Regions from separate parts of the Drosophila melanogaster genome. Here regions 1 and 2 are each linked to region 3. The links are chromatin contacts, called in public HiChIP or PLAC-seq maps. All regions are on one chromosome and are shown on one strand. Each heading gives the region's core, a stretch centred on a gene start, on an enhancer-like site or on the middle of the called end of the contact. The rest is flanking DNA. Distances are from core to core; before and after follow the strand shown.

Region 1 (2,994 bases), core at 167-2,666, 550 kb before region 3:
TATAAAGATGAGAGGTTAAAAAACAAGTGAAATGTTTGCTTATCAGTAAAACCGATGACTCACTGAAAAGGAACGAACTTTTTTGCCCAGCCCAAGTATTAATAAATAAACATGACGCACTAAAATATTTAATACTTATTCGAGAAATAATTTATAAAATGTAAAAGATAAGGCAACAGAAATGTTGAGTTCTTGTCAAATTGCATATTTCAACATTTTAATGTTGGCGCGCTTATTTGAATTTTCACTGCTATGTTCATAATTAAGGGTTGCACTGAAAACAAATCGATAAATATATAAAAAGAATGAAAAGAATAAAAAGAATGTTAAATGATTACAATATCGATTATTCAGTTTGGGGAAGGAGAAATGATTAATTTGCAGATACCTTTTTTTTTACTACAAATGATTGTATGAATAAAATACTCCCAAATTAATTGATTTTGATTATATATCGTTCGTATACATATGTTTTAATATTTATATAAACGGGATCTGCTGATTTTAAGAACATATGTATATACATGTTTATATATAATAAAAAAAGGTAAATGAATTCTGCGTGACTCAAAAGGTCACATTCACTTAGTTTTCATCATAAAGTTATACAATTTCGTTGTTATGGGTACATGGAATTTTGTGACTAACACTATTTATTACCATTAGCGTTTAAAATTCATGAAATTTGGATGCCTACTTGAGCTGTCAGGTGTTTTTCATTTTAACAATGGGATGACAACAGCACAATTGCTTAAATGAAATCATCAAAACGGATAATTTAATTACTTAGACAATTATTTCATCTAATATTGTAGTTATGCATAGAAGATATATACATATTTACATGTATATGTATCTTTGTACATATGTACATGTATTGTACAGATTAATGTCACGTACCGGCGAAACTTCAATTTGCTCAGAATATGACCTCTAAATTTTAATATTAATGAAATTGATGAATATGTATTTATGTGGGGATGTTAGGATTTTTCCATTTGCATTTACTTATGTACATATTTATGTACAATATAACCAATTGATGTTCATCAGACGTGCTCATATATGTGTATGTTTCGTGTGCCTATATATGCACGTATGTAATTGCCGGCAACTAAGCTCACAAGAAAGCTCAACTTCCGTCAACAAAATTGAGCAGGTGAAATGGCCATAAAAATATCCCAATAAACATTTGTCCGTATAAATTAAAAAATCCATATACTTTATAGGTCACTTTAACTGTCTAAGATCAGAAGTTTTTAAAGTTAAGCGTATCTTATGTACATATCTACTTATTATATTCATATAATGATGCTTGCAAAAAGTCTATTGGGTAGCATTGAGCTTTCACGTTACTGAGAGCAAAAGCTCTTTTTTATTGCGGTAGCCGCTCTCGAGCTTGACATGCACGTCCTTCATCTGACTTTGAACAATTTTTCGCCCGAGTTTTCGCCCATAGAAAGCGCTCAAAATTTCTCAGCCATCACAGTCGATTCCTTGCAAGCAAGCCGATAGGTAGTGTTTCCCTCAATTCCGCGGAAAACTTTCCAAGTACTAACTGCTTTACATATACATACATTACTTTCCAGATAAACAAAAAGTTAACCATGTCGAAGATTGGTATCAATGGATTTGGTCGCATCGGCCGCTTGGTTCTCCGCGCCGCCATTGATAAGGGCGCCAACGTTGTGGCCGTCAACGATCCCTTCATCGATGTGAACTACATGGTCTACCTGTTCAAGTTCGATTCGACCCACGGACGTTTTAAGGGCACCGTTGCCGCCGAGGGCGGTTTCCTGGTGGTCAACGGCCAGAAGATCACCGTCTTCAGCGAACGCGACCCGGCCAACATCAACTGGGCCAGCGCTGGTGCCGAATACATCGTGGAGTCCACTGGCGTGTTCACCACCATCGACAAGGCATCCACTCACTTGAAGGGCGGTGCCAAGAAGGTTATCATCTCGGCCCCATCCGCCGATGCTCCCATGTTCGTTTGCGGCGTCAACTTGGATGCCTACAAGCCCGACATGAAGGTGGTCTCCAACGCATCGTGCACCACCAACTGCTTGGCTCCTCTGGCCAAGGTGATCAACGACAACTTCGAGATCGTCGAGGGTCTGATGACCACCGTTCATGCCACCACCGCTACCCAGAAGACCGTCGATGGACCTTCCGGCAAGTTGTGGCGTGATGGACGTGGCGCTGCCCAGAACATCATTCCAGCTTCCACTGGAGCTGCCAAGGCCGTGGGCAAGGTTATCCCCGCCCTCAACGGTAAGCTCACCGGAATGGCATTCCGTGTGCCCACTCCCAACGTTTCCGTGGTCGATTTGACCGTGCGCTTGGGCAAGGGTGCGTCCTATGATGAAATTAAGGCCAAGGTTCAGGAGGCCGCCAACGGACCCCTGAAGGGTATCCTGGGATACACCGATGAGGAGGTCGTTTCTACCGATTTCCTCAGCGACACCCACTCGTCGGTGTTCGATGCCAAGGCTGGCATTTCGCTAAACGACAAGTTCGTGAAGCTGATCTCTTGGTACGACAACGAGTTTGGCTACTCCAACCGCGTCATCGACCTGATCAAGTACATGCAGAGCAAGGATTAAATGTGGAACACCAAGAACACTACCCACCCACACTCTACGTAAAAGTTAAAGATTAGGGCGCGGTAGAATGGGGTGAGACACTTCAGAAACGGCCTGAAAATGGCATCACATAACTTATATATATATTGCTCCCCGGTGGAGCATCACCTACATACATATGCGCTATGCTCTGAAATGCTACTGTTTTCGCTCTTCAATTACCAGCCACATTGGAAAATTATTAATATAATACATCCATTATACACATAAATATGTTTACTGTTGTTGAATAAAGTTTCACTCTGTGTGTAGTTTTAAAAATGCCGACTCATAAGCATTTAAATATTTATTTTTGCCTTTTTATTTGGTATAAACCGTTGAAATACCTAAAATAGTATGAGTATTACTT
Region 2 (3,186 bases), core at 436-2,935, 510 kb before region 3:
AGAGGTCCCAGCCCAAGCGACTTAGCACATACAGCTCCCATTTCTTGGGAATGAAATGAAACCGCATGTTCACCGAAAGGTATTGTATTACGAGAAAGGTACTTACAATCAAATCATCCTTGTAGATGCTGTTGTCCGTGTAAACAACGAGTAGATCCACCGAAAGAGCACGACAGCTGGGTTCACGGAGCTTTGAAGCCAGTAAGAGGCAAGCTGCGGCCAAAATTTGTAGCTGGGTCTTGCGTACTGATTTGCTCGAAAGAAATCGATCCATGTAATTTAATGCCAGTAATACGACCTCTTCCTGGCAATTTTCCTCGGCACACACCTGTGAACATGTATTCAATTAATGAACGAAAAGGGTAGTCAAAATATTGTAATGGGTGTGCGATAAGGACTACTAAAACAAACACTAATTAATGAAGTTCTTGGAAACTTCCATCTATTTGGTAATATTTTCTAACAGATTATAAATAATGCGTATATCACAGTCGGCTAGCTTGATATGATTTGGATGCTGTATCTACATTTCGTTTAATTACTCACTTCCATCATCCATTCGGCGACAATTTTGCGCATCGGTGGCGTAATATCCTTCTGGATGCTAAAGTACGTGTCGGGAATTTTGTGGTGCTTCTCCTCGACCTTGAGGAAATTCTCCAGACACCGATCCGAATACAATGTGGGATCCCCGATGGCAGTGTTCACGTTGTCGGTTGCGGGTGGATCGGCTGTTGTGGTCAGGCGTTCGTCGAGTCGTTGGCAATGTGACGTCGGTGGCTCCTGGCTGATGTAACGCGGATAACTTTGGATTGATTGGGTCGCTGTCGGTGGTGGTGGCGGCGGTGGTGGAGGTGGCGGAGGCGGCTCCAATTGTTCTGGATTTTTCGCAGCCGAGTCCACGGACGCGTATATATACACCAGCTCCTTCATATTGCACACTACGGCATTGTTCTGGGCATCCGGATGGGAATCGGATTCCGCGTCCCCCAAGGATGAACATATCGATGATTGATCCCGAATGATCGCCGGTGAGGACATTTGCTGCTGTCGTTTGTTCAAACGATACAATGATGGATCTGATTCGTAGACTATGATTTCCGAGCATAAAAGATCCATTATATCGGCCATACGTTCCGTTTAAAGCTATGGATTCTATGGATCGCCGCACTCTCAAGCCATTTATGTGTGCCGATTTATCAGGAACTTTGGGTAACTCCGATATGGGAACACTGCGTACAATAGGAAATGATCGTACATAAGTACATACATACATATGTATGTTGCAACCTTCTTTTCACATTTAATTCAAGTATTTGCTCAAGTATGGGCACACTGCGGGCATATGTGTTTAGTCCTGTGGGAGCACTAGAGTATAGCATATAACCCTAATACCTTGACTTATTCATATGCACATTACATTATTTACATATTTTTTCGACCTGCTCAGAAATAACTCGTTCATTTCACACTATGTACTTATGTACATGTACATGCATGGCTATGTACGATCAGCTCGAGAACAAAAGTTTTCACTTACGCCTATTCTCGGAATTCTGGTTATATACAAACGGCACAGCACTTCATGGAGTAATGTAAATTAACTATTAAAAAAGTATACTCGAAGTTGCACACGTTTGCCACTTAACCGGCGTGGACAAAGCATTTATGTGAACCAGATAGTTACACCTTATGGCAGAAAAAAACTAGTTCAGCATGCCGTCATCGGAGTTATATCTCTTGCTCACTGCGATCAGTAAAACATATCGATCTTCATCGGTTATTAGTATAGTACTATCCTTTGCAATGAAAGGCAAGCGAAATACGTTGAAAAGGGGAACCTCCTCATTGCGTTTCCAACTTGTTGCTTGTGAAATATGTTTCACTTAGGGTTGTTATTAGAACATTAAAAACTTATAATCCATCAATGGGTTTGATGGACTATAAAAGGGTCTTACCCTTATAATAAAAACAAAGTTCTTCTAATTGCACTACTTTTTTTCTTAAATAAGCTTTTTGTTATACGATCTTACGAACTTACTCTTGATGTGAATTTCACATCACTCAAGTGTTCCAATTACTCCAGCAAAATCAAAAATACTAAAATATGCTAGGGCGTTGCCACCCTGCATTCATGTAAGGATGGTACTGACAGTCGATCTTTCGGCATGTCATACATTTAACGATCGTGGTCCACGACAAAATGGTCAGTAATGCAAAACTCACTGGCATCACCCTACTAGGTTGAATCGTGATCAAAACACCCTTATTAAATTCCGTTTAAATGGCCGGAACCTGTTGATTAAATGGCAGGTTGTTCGAAAGAGTCGTAAATAAATGAATGCTGCACTTAAAGATCCTGTACCGCTTACAAAAAGCATTGAACTGCTGTTATTTTCTTTAGGGTTGTACTTAAACAGTTTTAGATGACAAACAGTAAGACATGTAAGAAACCTAAAATAATTTCACTAAAAAAATTCTAAAAGCAATTGTAAAAAAAAGATATAATCTTTGCTGCTTTGTTTAATAATTAATAAGATATTGATAAAAGGGTAAAAAGCTTTCGCGACTTAGGAATGCCAGGTTAATGATAAACAAAAGTAACCTGTGGATCCCTTCCGAGAAATGATGTACCGATATATGTACACATCGAGATTAAAATGGACTTCCATGTCCATTGTCCTAATTTCGGTGCTGCAGTTTTTTGTTGTTTTTTAGGAAAAACTGCAGCGTGGAGAATGCTTTCAATGATACAATCCTTAATTGGGTTCGCATTTTGCTAACTTAGTTGTTGCAAATTAATTTACCCTCACTCTCGGCACACAGACAAAAGCTCGCTTCCCAGAAAAAGCTTAAGGATTCAGAGAAAACTTTGAAACAGCACACGAGAGTTGAGTGGAACACTCGCGTCCGCCGACTTCGCTTTCCGTCAGAGGGATGCTGTAATCCCCTGAAATTTTATATTCGTTATATTCCCGAAGAAGACAAGAGACGTGCTGTACGAAAATAATTTTTCATTCACGTAAATTACCCACACAAATGTGTGTGGAACAATTAGCTGATTCAATTGTTCTCGCCCGCCACTTGCTAATTGGAATCGAAAAGTGTCAAAGTTTCAGGAGGTTCTTTTTGTTTAATAATACTGTGTTTAATATGCATATGTTCGCGTGTGTGGTGCTCATGACA
Region 3 (3,079 bases), core at 567-3,066:
TTACAGGGTATGCCTTATAATTTAAGCAATTAAGAGTAATATGAATTTGCGTCATATATGGGATAAAGGCATCCGGTTTTGCTTAGAGAGGGAACTTCCCAAAAAAATAAATCAACTGATATGGATATATGAAATATGCAAAAACATTAAAATAAAATAATTAATTTCGGCGATATAGTAAACTGTCCCAAGAGACCTTATAATGGTTCCACTGAAATGTCGCCAATGTAGACTTTCGCCACATGTACACATGTATGCTACACCCATTTGTGGCCCACAAGGTACTTCATATCTACATATATATATATATATATACATATATATACATATATATAAACGTTGTGTTTTCCCTTTTACCTTATATTATATATGCGCAATATAGCTGCGGGTCATGCGTGTTACTTGTAATTTATAATTTTTTGCTTCAGACAGAGGGACGCCTCCTGACTTAATGGGTATGGAAACAAATGTGAGGCCTGAATATAATATATTAAACTATTTGCACAAAGGCTTTGGGTTTGTTTTCCAATTGTTTCGTCATTTGCAAAGCCTTTCTTGAAAACTTTTCAATTGATAAACATAAACAACTGCATGTACGGTCTGTTCTGTCCCACTCTTTATACATTTTTAACCAAAAAATTAAGTTAAATTCGTTTTGGAAAAGACTTCAATGGCACCTCGCAGCGCAAATAACCAGAACAATGGCTTTATTTCCACCGCAGCGATTTCTGCGGTCCATTATCATCGGAAAGGGCCGTTTTCAAGGCAACAGAACGCATTTGCTCACTCCGAGATGATTCATCTTACACTCAAACCCACGTCAACAAAGTCTACCCGTGCGCATACATAAGTATCTATGTATCTAAGTATCTATGTATACTAATTGAGTCATGCTTTTACAAATGGATCAGAAGTAAAATTCCTGTGAATTTTGGATTCATAGTTACATAGAGCCGAAAAGATATTTCGAACATTTGCGAAATACAATTTTGATGCTTCATTTTGCAATTAGTTGTTGTACTTTTTATATATTTCTTTACTTATGATTTTGGCACAGTAAATTCGAACAACTTTGCGTAAATACCACTAAAAATAAGACAATAATCGCTTACAACTTTGAGTGCGCTTATCTTGAAATTCTTTGAAATGGTCCCGGATTCCGGGAAAAGTATAAGTTCGATCGCTTTCATTTAAGTATAACCTATTAAAAGCGCACATGAGATAGATAGATAGGTCAGAAGATTGGCATTTAGGCATAAAAATGGGCCTTATGTGCACGCCCCTACATAATTAGATACATAGGTGGGCGCATCTATTCCTATTGTATCATAATTTATTAGATGGTAATTATTTACTAGCAAGGTCGCAATCAACAGATGGGTAAAACGCACACAAGTGCAGCACATCAACACGTGTCAGTGCCGGTGTGCGTGCGTGCGTGTGTGTGAGTAGTTGCATTTCGAGATACAATTGTATCTTTGTATCTGAAGATATCAAACGAAAGTTTCTATCGCTGGTTACCCCGCCACCAGTCGTACGATATATGTATTTCTTCTCGGCAGATACACACACAGGCACACAAATACGTCTGTCTTGGAGAATATTTGGGAGCAGAGACTTAAAGTAAAGATTTCACAAGTCTACACTTCAGGGAAACGTGTTAAACAGCAATAAGAACACGCATGTTGCGCGAAAACAAATACACCATAAAGAACGGCACAATTATAACGCTTTTAATTACTTTAAGTATCGGCAAACGCGATGTTGGCACTCTGCGGGTATTTTGTAATGCCGAAGTGAATTTATCAACTGACTTACCGCCAGGGCGGGACAACAACCTGTTGTTACTTTGATTACTCGATTCTAGTCGATAGCTGTGCCCTTTCCAATCGGAATATCGGTGGCTATCGAGTAGCCGGTGCATTCACAATTTCGTATGTTCCCGGTATAACTGCGAAGTAACTGCAATATTAAAACATTATTTTCTTTAATTTGGAAATCAGTTTTCAGAATTCACTTTTGTAGTTGCTTAATTCAAATCTCTTAACATACCTAATTTCCCAATAAGAAATCAACGGAAATTTAAGCTAAAGTACGTTCAATGCAGTAAATTTTATGATTCACTTTATAGAGAATCTTTGTACAATCTTTATGTGGAGTTTTTCATACTTTTATTTTGAAATTCTATATAGCCGCGATATAAAAAGTCAAAGAGATCGACTTATCGAATTAAAATGGCTTCTTTGATGGTTATTTCCCAGAGTGACCGGGTATGCGACCGCTAAGAAAAACCGCCGTACAGTGGTAAGTGTGACCACGCATGCGTCTGCCACAAGCGATAGCGATAGTAAGGTCCAGGCTTCGCCCGGCGTGCCCATCTCTAGCCAAAAACGACCTTTTTTCGCCAGAAATCATTTTCCCGTTTACAGTCGCAGATACGCCACGGCAATTCGCAGTCCCAGTGTAGCGGTCATTTTTTTTCCAGTGCGACTCCTCCAAACAAAAGCGAAGTGGAAAAATAGGCGAAGATAAAGGAAACCCAAGAGCGAAACTCCAAATTGCGAATCAGCAAAGGATCAATGGCAACGAAATAAGTAAAAGAACCAGTGCGAACAATGTGCGAAAAGTGGGAAACGCGAGCGGCGTGGTCGTTTCCGTCGGAGAGCGGATAATATAGCACATAGTAGTATATTGTAGTAGTGGATGTGGATGGTGTGGAACGATTGCGAACGGACGCAGACCGAAACAAAAGTGAAAACGTGCAAAAAACCAAACCCAAAAACAAATTCAACCGAGAAGTAGAAGCAAGCGGCAAAGAAGAGAGCGAGAGGGCGACCAATACAAAAGCGACAAAATGTGCGACGCTGCGGCGGCAACAGCGACAACAACAACAACAGCAGCAGTAGCAGCAGCCGTCGCAACAACAACAGCATCGGTAGCATTGGAGGCCACAGCGACACAGCCTGGAACGACAACGACGACGGTAGCCACTGCGTCAGCGGGAACCACATCCCCTGAAGCGGCCATTCCAACAGCAGCAACAGCAACATCGGCGAGAAACAGCAACAGCGAACGGTCG

Evidence for each region. HiChIP or PLAC-seq counts read pairs in DNA pulled down with a chosen protein or histone mark.
Region 1: a contact with region 3 is called in a Psq HiChIP or PLAC-seq map of the Kc167 cell line, with 8 times the contacts expected there. The contact joins the promoter of Gapdh2 here to the promoter of AnxB11 in region 3. A contact is called at or near these places in 7 of 107 Hi-C or Micro-C datasets (the ML-DmBG3-c2 cell line, the S2 cell line, embryo and 1 more) and 2 of 6 datasets of contacts at active chromatin or transcription factors (both in the Kc167 cell line).
Region 2: a contact with region 3 is called in an H3K27ac HiChIP or PLAC-seq map of the Kc167 cell line, with 3 times the contacts expected there. The contact joins the promoter of CycD here to the promoter of AnxB11 in region 3. A contact is called at or near these places in 2 of 107 Hi-C or Micro-C datasets (the ML-DmBG3-c2 cell line and wing imaginal disc) and 1 of 6 datasets of contacts at active chromatin or transcription factors (the Kc167 cell line).

Annotation. Positions count from the first base shown.
Region 1 is chrX:15,866,729-15,869,722 of dm6, forward strand. Gapdh2 (Glyceraldehyde 3 phosphate dehydrogenase 2) reads left to right here and starts at 1,417. Exons shown (of 2, transcript NM_080714.4): 1 at 1,417-1,515; 2 at 1,590-2,933. The coding sequence starts at 1,608. The coding sequence ends at 2,606.
Region 2 is chrX:15,907,991-15,911,176 of dm6, forward strand. It overlaps CycD (Cyclin D), which reads right to left and starts at 1,686. Exons shown (of 5, transcript NM_167473.2): 1 at 547-1,686; 2 at 107-328; 3 at 1-43. The coding sequence starts at 1,119. It overlaps Lrp4 (LDL receptor related protein 4), which reads left to right and starts at 2,880. Exons shown (of 14, transcript NM_001169298.2): 1 at 2,880-2,998.
Region 3 is chrX:16,420,426-16,423,504 of dm6, forward strand. AnxB11 (Annexin B11) reads right to left here and starts at 1,817. Exons shown (of 8, transcript NM_001272689.1): 1 at 1,356-1,817. It overlaps hang (hangover), which reads left to right and starts at 2,406. Exons shown (of 8, transcript NM_167521.3): 1 at 2,406-3,079. The coding sequence starts at 2,855.